Linked DNA regions of Mus musculus: region 2 is linked to region 1. The links are chromatin contacts, called in public HiChIP or PLAC-seq maps. All regions are on one chromosome and are shown on one strand. The core of a region is the stretch at or near the end of the contact, and the rest is flanking DNA. Distances in the headings are between cores, read along the strand shown.

What was found. HiChIP or PLAC-seq counts read pairs in DNA pulled down with a chosen protein or histone mark.
Region 2: a FOXA1 HiChIP or PLAC-seq map of pancreatic cancer cells shows a contact between it and region 1. The contact joins the enhancer-like site here to the promoter of Ppp4r1 in region 1. A contact is called at or near these places in 2 of 39 promoter capture datasets (the C10 cell line and pre-B cells), 4 of 484 Hi-C or Micro-C datasets (B cells, centroblasts, liver and 1 more), 2 of 115 datasets of contacts at active chromatin or transcription factors (the 230-238 cell line and pancreatic cancer cells) and 3 of 9 other capture datasets (adipose tissue, liver and pancreatic islet).

What each region holds. Positions count from the first base shown.
Region 1 is chr17:65,781,667-65,785,269 of GRCm38.p6, forward strand. Ppp4r1 (protein phosphatase 4, regulatory subunit 1) reads left to right here and starts at 1,689. Exons shown (of 20, transcript NM_001114131.1): 1 at 1,689-1,783; 2 at 1,958-2,002. The coding sequence starts at 1,777.
Region 2 is chr17:65,937,327-65,940,972 of GRCm38.p6, forward strand. It overlaps Twsg1 (twisted gastrulation BMP signaling modulator 1), which reads right to left. Exons shown (of 5, transcript NM_023053.3): 3 at 475-574. Among named protein-coding and RNA genes, the nearest start is that of Twsg1, 12 kb to the right of the region's middle. Within about 2 kb of position 2,350, at least 131 of the 459 cell types and tissues checked have an H3K27ac peak or open chromatin away from gene starts, as enhancers often do. A contact at or near this core is called in the 230-238 cell line, B cells, adipose tissue and 4 more, where this site is marked.

The DNA.
Region 1 (3,603 bases), core at 439-2,938:
ACAATCTGTGTTTTATGTTAAGTAATATGCAACAGGGAGAGATGTTGGGGAAACGGTGGCTAACTCATTTCCCTGAGCAGATGCGATTACTTGTGCTTAAGAGGATCTGATGACTGAGTGTAGTGAGAATTTGGTTTTGTTGAAAAACACAGAAAATTTTTATGGGAATTTGTTTTTGTTCTAATCCCAGGTGTGAGATATGGGGCTGCTTCATATTGTCCACAGAAGCTGACAGTGAGTTGCCTCATGCTCTAGCAGGGGTGTGAATTTGCCAGCTACAAATAGTTTCTGCCATTTGGGATTCCGGAGACTTTCCAGAGGGTATGTAAATACTAGGGCGGGAGAGATTGGTTGCTGTTTGTTAAGTAGTTGTGAGTAAAGAAACAGGAAGAAGAAATTAGATATACCTGACTACGAAGATCAAGCTTGCTCCAAGAAGCTCATCAACCCTCATCAGCAGGAAGTAGTCCAATATATAATGATGGCCCCTTCCACCCCTACCCTTTTTTAGTATTAGGGAGTTGAAAGGGTGAAAGAAGAGGGGTGGAAGAAAGAACACACAAAGTAGCCAAAGACCACCTACAACTTGTTCTGATTCCCCGTGTTTTAAAATGCCAATATGTTGCCTTGAATTAGGACTATGGTGCAGAAAGGAACAAGCTGAACCTTTAAAATCCTCCTTTTTTCATATCAGACTCAAAAACGGGCATCATGTATGAGACTCATTTTACGGGCGACCATTCTGGAGACCTCACTGATGTTGGATTTAGACCTAAGACTCACAGAAATGGGACGGCGAACTGGAGTCAGAAAAATCTGGATTTTGCCCTACTTTGCCTGGGGAACCTACAAGAACCGTTTAACTCTCTTCAAACAAAGGGACCAGTAAGATGTGTGATAGTTCACTCGAGAAAAGCGCTGCCAATCCCAGGCACCCGGCGACCGGACTCCCGAGGTAGCAAGCACGGTGCTGGATTCCTGACAGTCTGCCATTCCCCGGAGAGGCGGAGGGGGCAGGTATCCTCGGCGATCCTCCCTGCGGTCACAAGGCTAAGAACCGCGGAGTGACTGGACTCGGCCTGGCCCGCGCGCCCGGGCCGCTCAGGGTCAGCTCGGGCGGGCGCCAGGGGAGCGCGCGGGCTCGGAAGCCGGTGCCGGGGCTTTAACGTGCCGCGCCGCACGGGAAGGCAGGCCGGCTGGGCCGGCGGAACTTTTGTCATTCAAACCGTCGTCCGGCCCGGGGCCTGGGCTTTGTTCAGTCACTCGCGAGGCCTGGGCGCGCGGGCGGAGGCGGCGCTTCCTCCACTCGGAGGCGGGAGGCTCGGCCGCGGACCGCCGGCGACGCACGAGCAGGTCTGGGAGGGGCGCGGGCGACGAGCGGCGCGCGGCGGAGCGGGCGGCGGCCAGCGGTGGGCGAGGCCGGTGACCCAACAGAGCTGCGGGCCGCGGGGACCCCGCCCGCCCGGCTCGGGCACACGCCGCAGGTCCCCCGGCGGGCAGCTCGTGCCGCGCTCCGCACGCTCGGCGCCAGGGCGCCTCTAGCCACGGGTGGGAGCGCGCCTCGGGGCCGGGCCGGCCGGGCGCGGGAGGCGGGCGGCGGGCAGCGGGCGGCGGGCGGCGCGCGGGCGGGCGGGCGTACGGGAGCCGCCGCCGCAGGCCCGGGCCTCGGCCCGCCCCGCGCGCGCCCCCGCCGGCCCGCGCGCGCCCACCGGCTCTCTACTTGAGCGGCTCGCGGAGCGGGATCCCGGGAGACGAGGAGGCGGGGGCGAGCACAAGATGGCGGGTACGTGGCCCCAGTTCCCCGGGCGGCGGCGGCGGCGACGGCGGCGGCTCCCCGCGCTCGGCAGTGCCCGGGAGAGGCCGGCGCGGGGAGGCGCCGCCGGGCGGGCGGCGGGCGGCTGGGGCGCGGCGCCGGCCCGGGACGCTGACCCGGCCTTTCTTCTCTCCCCCGGCGCAGACCTCTCCCTGCTCCAGGAGGACCTGCCGGAGGACGCGGACGGACGTGAGTGGCGGGTGGCCTGGCAGCCCCGGAGGGCGGCGGGCGAGCGGGCGGACTCGGGACCCCGCCGCGCTGGGGAGCACCCGCGTGGTCGGACCTCGGCCGCCGCCCGCAGGCTCGGGCCGCGGGGCGGCTGTTGGGGAAGCAGAAGCCCGTGGGGCGGAGGCCGGAGAGGGGACATGGGTGTGTTTTTCCTGAGTGTCTTCCGCACCCTCGCCCCGATGAAGGAGGCGGCGGGTGCCGGGAGGTGTTTCCGCAAGGCTCGGGGGGCTGTGCGGCGTGCGGTGCTCGGCCCGCCCTCGGGGGTTCCCTCGCCCTAGTGTGTGCTGGTTACATACCTGTGTTGTACTTGACCTCTGAGCCGTTTCGGGTCCCCACCACCACCACTCACTCACACATTTGATTTCCGATTTTCGGGGAGGTTAGTAGGTGTGACCTTGGCAGGATGCAGTGACTAGGTTCAGAGAGCAGCTTTTTAAAATTGGGAGTGTTCAAAGCTCATTCTGGTACTTAAATGCTAAAATTGCAGGTTTCCGTTGAGATATTAAAGTTTTTAAAGAGTTGACTCTTTTTGTACATTAAAAAACAAAAAACAAAACCCAGTCAGCTTGTGGACATTGTTTCCATGTGGTGAAGGAAATGAGTTATTTAGAAAGATATCTTTCATTTTGAGTGTGTTTTGTGTTTTTCTAAGCTTCAGAAAATAATGGTGGTTGGAGACAGAAAAGACTATGACTTAGCTAACTTTATATGGGAAGAAGTTGTGAATTACACTTAAGTAGAAATGCTTTCTACTCGTGTTAATGTTTGCAGATAGAGTGACTGGTGGAAAATGCATTTTAGGAATAAAGTGTGCACAAAATGTTATTAAGTGTAGTTCATGGGAGATCTGAAACCAAGAAATATGCAGAGTTGAGCTGGTTGCTGTGATACAAGAGCTGTCTGGTGAGGGGAGAGAGCCTGCCTGGACTGGGGAGTGTGATTTCATACCTGTTCCGGTAATCCAGAGATGCCTTCGCGAAAATTGCTCTTACAAATGCTATGCAGATAGTCAGTAGCATTGTCTGATAGGATTTTCTTTACTCCACTTAAATTCCTGTTCTGAGCAATGGGAGGTGTTGCCTTGAGAAAGTGCCTTAGTCAGCACTTCTGTTGATATGATGTAACAACATGGCCAAAGGCAACTTGAGAAGAGGTTTGTGGCTCGTATTCTTCCTTATTGCAGTTCATCATCTTCATCATGAGGGCCGGAATCTGGAACTGGAAGCTGATGCAGAGGCCATGGAGGGCGCTGCTTAGTTGTTTGTTCCTCCTGGCTCACTCAGCCTGCTCTCTCAAAAGCACCCAGGATCCAGAGATGGCACTACCAACAACAGGCTAGGTCCTCCCAACAAGGGTCCCTAAGAAAATGCCCCCCCCCCCGGATTGCCTAGGGCAAGATAAAGAGGTTTCCTCCTCAGGTGACTCGACCCTTGTTAACTTGATATAACACAAACCAGCACAGAAGGCTTCTCTAAAGAGTATTTTTAAAGCAAGCAGTCCTAGCAGACCTACCTGTTGCTAAATCTGCTCGGGGACGGACACGGGTGCTCTCCTTAAGTCGT
Region 2 (3,646 bases), core at 1,100-3,599, 160 kb after region 1:
TGTTTTGTTAATTTAATTATTTGTTTTATTTTGAGTCAGGTAGGCATTAAAGTCATTCTGTGAGCACATGCATGCCTAGAATTTGTGATCCTCCTGCCTCAGTCTCCTGAATAGCTGGGATTACAGGCCTCCTGCCACCCAGCCTGGCGGCTGAGAAACTCTTGTTGCAGGGAGTTGGGAAGAAAGACAAAATATATACGAAGGTACATATAACTGAGGCAGAAGACAAAGGCTGTGTTCTTACTGGAGTCCTCTCAGAGGATGTACCTCACCTGTGAAAAGTGTGGGGACAGCTTCAACCTAAAAGGAAGGGCAGCCCCAGGACTGCAAAGGTCTATAAGGGAACCTGACAGAAGGTAACAACAGTGTGTGTGTGTGTGTGTGTGTGTGTGTGTGCACGCGTGCGCCCCCTGCATCATTTAGTCAAGGATCCTATTCTGTGACTTAGAAGCTGGCCCTGGCCTGTGGACTCACCGACACAGTCGCAGCACTCGTCCCACAGGGCCCCGAGGCACAGCATGCACTCCTTACAGCAGGGGCAGTTCCCTTCTCCAGGCCGGCACTGGCAGAGCTCCTAAGAACAGGGCAGATTTTAAAGCCAAACCCCAAACAACTGCAACCAAAACTCTGAGCAAAAAATAACCGCAGCATTTTCATTTATAAACATTCATTCCTGATAGACTTTTTATTCAACAACATCATTTCCAGGAACAAAACTACCATCAGTGGTTGAGAGCAGAGAGCACTGGCTAGTCTAGAGGACCAAGACAGGTCCCCAGCATCCGCTCGGCAAGCAGCTCACATCCATCTGCAACTCCAGTTAAAGGGGATCTGGCACGCTCTTCTAGCCTACACACACACACACACACACACACACACACACACACACACTCACACACACACACACACACACACTCACACACACACACACACAGACACAACACATAGTACACATACATACATGCATACATACAGGTAAAATATAACCATAAACATTTTTTTCCAAAACAAAATACCAATATCTTTTTAAAATTGTTAGTTTGGATCCTACTGGAATTTATATAACGTCCCCACCCCCCACCCAGAGGCTGATCTAAGTGAATTACAATTCAATTTCAAGGCCAGCCTGGCTACATAGCAAGACTTTGTCTAAAACAAACAGAAATGCATCCAATAGCAAGAGCCAGTGATGTCGCTTCGTAAGTAAAGCACTTACCCAGCAAGCAAGGTCTTGGGTTCACTGGCCAACACTCCAAACCCAAAATTACTATGTGAGGGCTAATGGTACAGACAACCCAATAGTGGTGTGTTTGCCCAGGTCATGCAAGGTGTGCCATTCTATCTGTGGCCCCACATTCACAATTTCATTTATTAATCTATGATACACTGAAGCACTGTGCTTTCATAATTATTTACAGGCATGGTGTTTTCCCTCTTTGCACTGAAACTCCACGACCACTCCCATTATGGGGCAGAGGCTTTACGGTGAAGAGACCTGGGCAAGGATGGTGGACAAGAAGCAGCCTCCATGTAATACAGTGAATGAGAAAAGTCAGGATAAGAGAACGGACAACTTCAAACAAAGTCAGAAAGCACCATAAATAAAGGGGACGAGATTAGCACAATGGGTTAGCACTCAAGAGGAGAGCTGGCCAGTCTCTCGCTCTCCAAGCCTTAGGAACTGTAGCCAGAACCAGCTTGAGAATGTTGCAGACTGAGCTATCCCAAGTCCAGTCAAGTCAGGTAGCCAAGGGTCAACCTGCCCCAAGGGTGACCAGCAGCTACAGGAAGCAGCTGCAGATGACAAGGGCCAGCAGGCACCTGAGGAGTGCAGGTGGCACGGCTGGGCACTGGAGGATACTCTAGTAAGTTGTCCTCTGGCTTCGCACAGGCAGTGTGTGTGTGTGTGTGTGTGTGTGTGTGTGTGTGTAAAGGTGCATGTGTGCATGTTGAGTCCTGAGGTGACTTCAAGTGTCTTCCTCGATTGCTCTCCATGTATATATATGGAGGCAGAATCTCTTGCCAGGTCACAGCTCTTGGTCTCTGCTAGCCTGACTAGGCAGCCTGCTCCGGCGTTCACCTCCTGTGAAGTGGGGCTGTGGGCAGGCCACCACACCACTGGGGATCGGAACACCAGTCCTCATGCTTAGAGGGTAAGGGCTTAGTTCACTGCTCTATCGTCTCATGCCTCTGATGCATGTCTAACAAAATAATGATTTATATAATACCCTGATAGAAAACTGCAGAGATCTCTGCAGCAATCCTTAGTGCCCTAGGTTTCTTCTCGACCTCTCCCTCACTGTGTAACGTCCTTGCTGTTCTGTTGTCCTTGCTGTTGACAGGCCTGACTGTGCACGGCTGCCCTGACCCTGCAGTCCTCCTTAGTCTCCTGAGAGACACGATTACAGATGTGTACCACGATGCCTTGTTCTTTAAAACTGACGTCAAAAACCTTCTTAGCTTTCCCCTCTACTTTAGAAAAACATAAATGTATTTGAAAACCCTCCACTTCTCAAACAGAAAAAACGACAGAGGTAAAATGTGACATTTTCTTGGAACTGGGTTATTTATATATTTTACCAGCCTCACTATGAATAAACTTCAGTGCTGCTTAGTCAAATGGAACATGTGATCAAACCAAACACAGCATTCACAGAAGTCTCAAACAGAAAGTGACTCAAAGCTTCCAATTCCTTTCTGTGGCCACATTCCCCAGTTTTGCCGTCGGTTGTGTTTACACACGGCTGCTCTCTGTCCAGCTCACTGCCTCCTACCTCCCGGAGCTCCCATTAGGGTAGATGAGTCTCATTTTTTCAAATGAAGGTATAAAATCCACAGGACATTCGGTCGGTAAGTGGCTAGGATCTGACTCTGGTTTGAATTGGACATTACTGTTTCAAACCGTTTGGGATGAGAGACAAAGCATAATCATGCCTAGCATTTCGACACCTGGTTGTTATTCTTTCTTAGAGAAAAACCAAGCAGTCCTCAGATGAAGCCCTGTAGGCTGTTTAAGCTCTCAGTGCTGATGCCAGGGCCGAGCCACTGCTCGTGACGGTATACCAGGACTGGCTGAGCGCTCAGCCGAGACGCTAACCCAGCGCTCACTTCTCTCACTGCTTCAGCTGGTTACGGGTAGCATCATCTGTTGTCCGACTCCTTCACGTGAGGATGACCCCAGTTCACAGTGACAGCAGTTCTTCTGACTCTAGCCTCACACACAAAGCAGGAAACTCAATGTTTGTTCCCTGTGTGGTGAAGGATCCCAGTAGGTGCTCTGAAATTTTGATGACCACACTGTTCAATAACTTTATAATGAAAAAAAAGAAAATTCATACTAAATGGAAAAACTAAACATTATGGGTTATCCTCATAACTTCAGAAACTAGCAGGAGGGTTTAGTGAGAATATGCACACTTCTTAAAAAGTTTAAATGAAAGGAAAGTAAGGTGAAATTTGAGTGTAACTGTTTAATTTTTAAAATTAATTATGTGTCTACACATGTGCATGGGCACACATGAAGTGGTGTGTGTGTGCACGTCATGGGACAAGCACCGTAATCAAACTCAGGTCATGTCATAGCTAACACCTTTCCTGCTTAGCCATTCTCCAGCTCAACTCTCAGCATTTAATATACACTACGTGA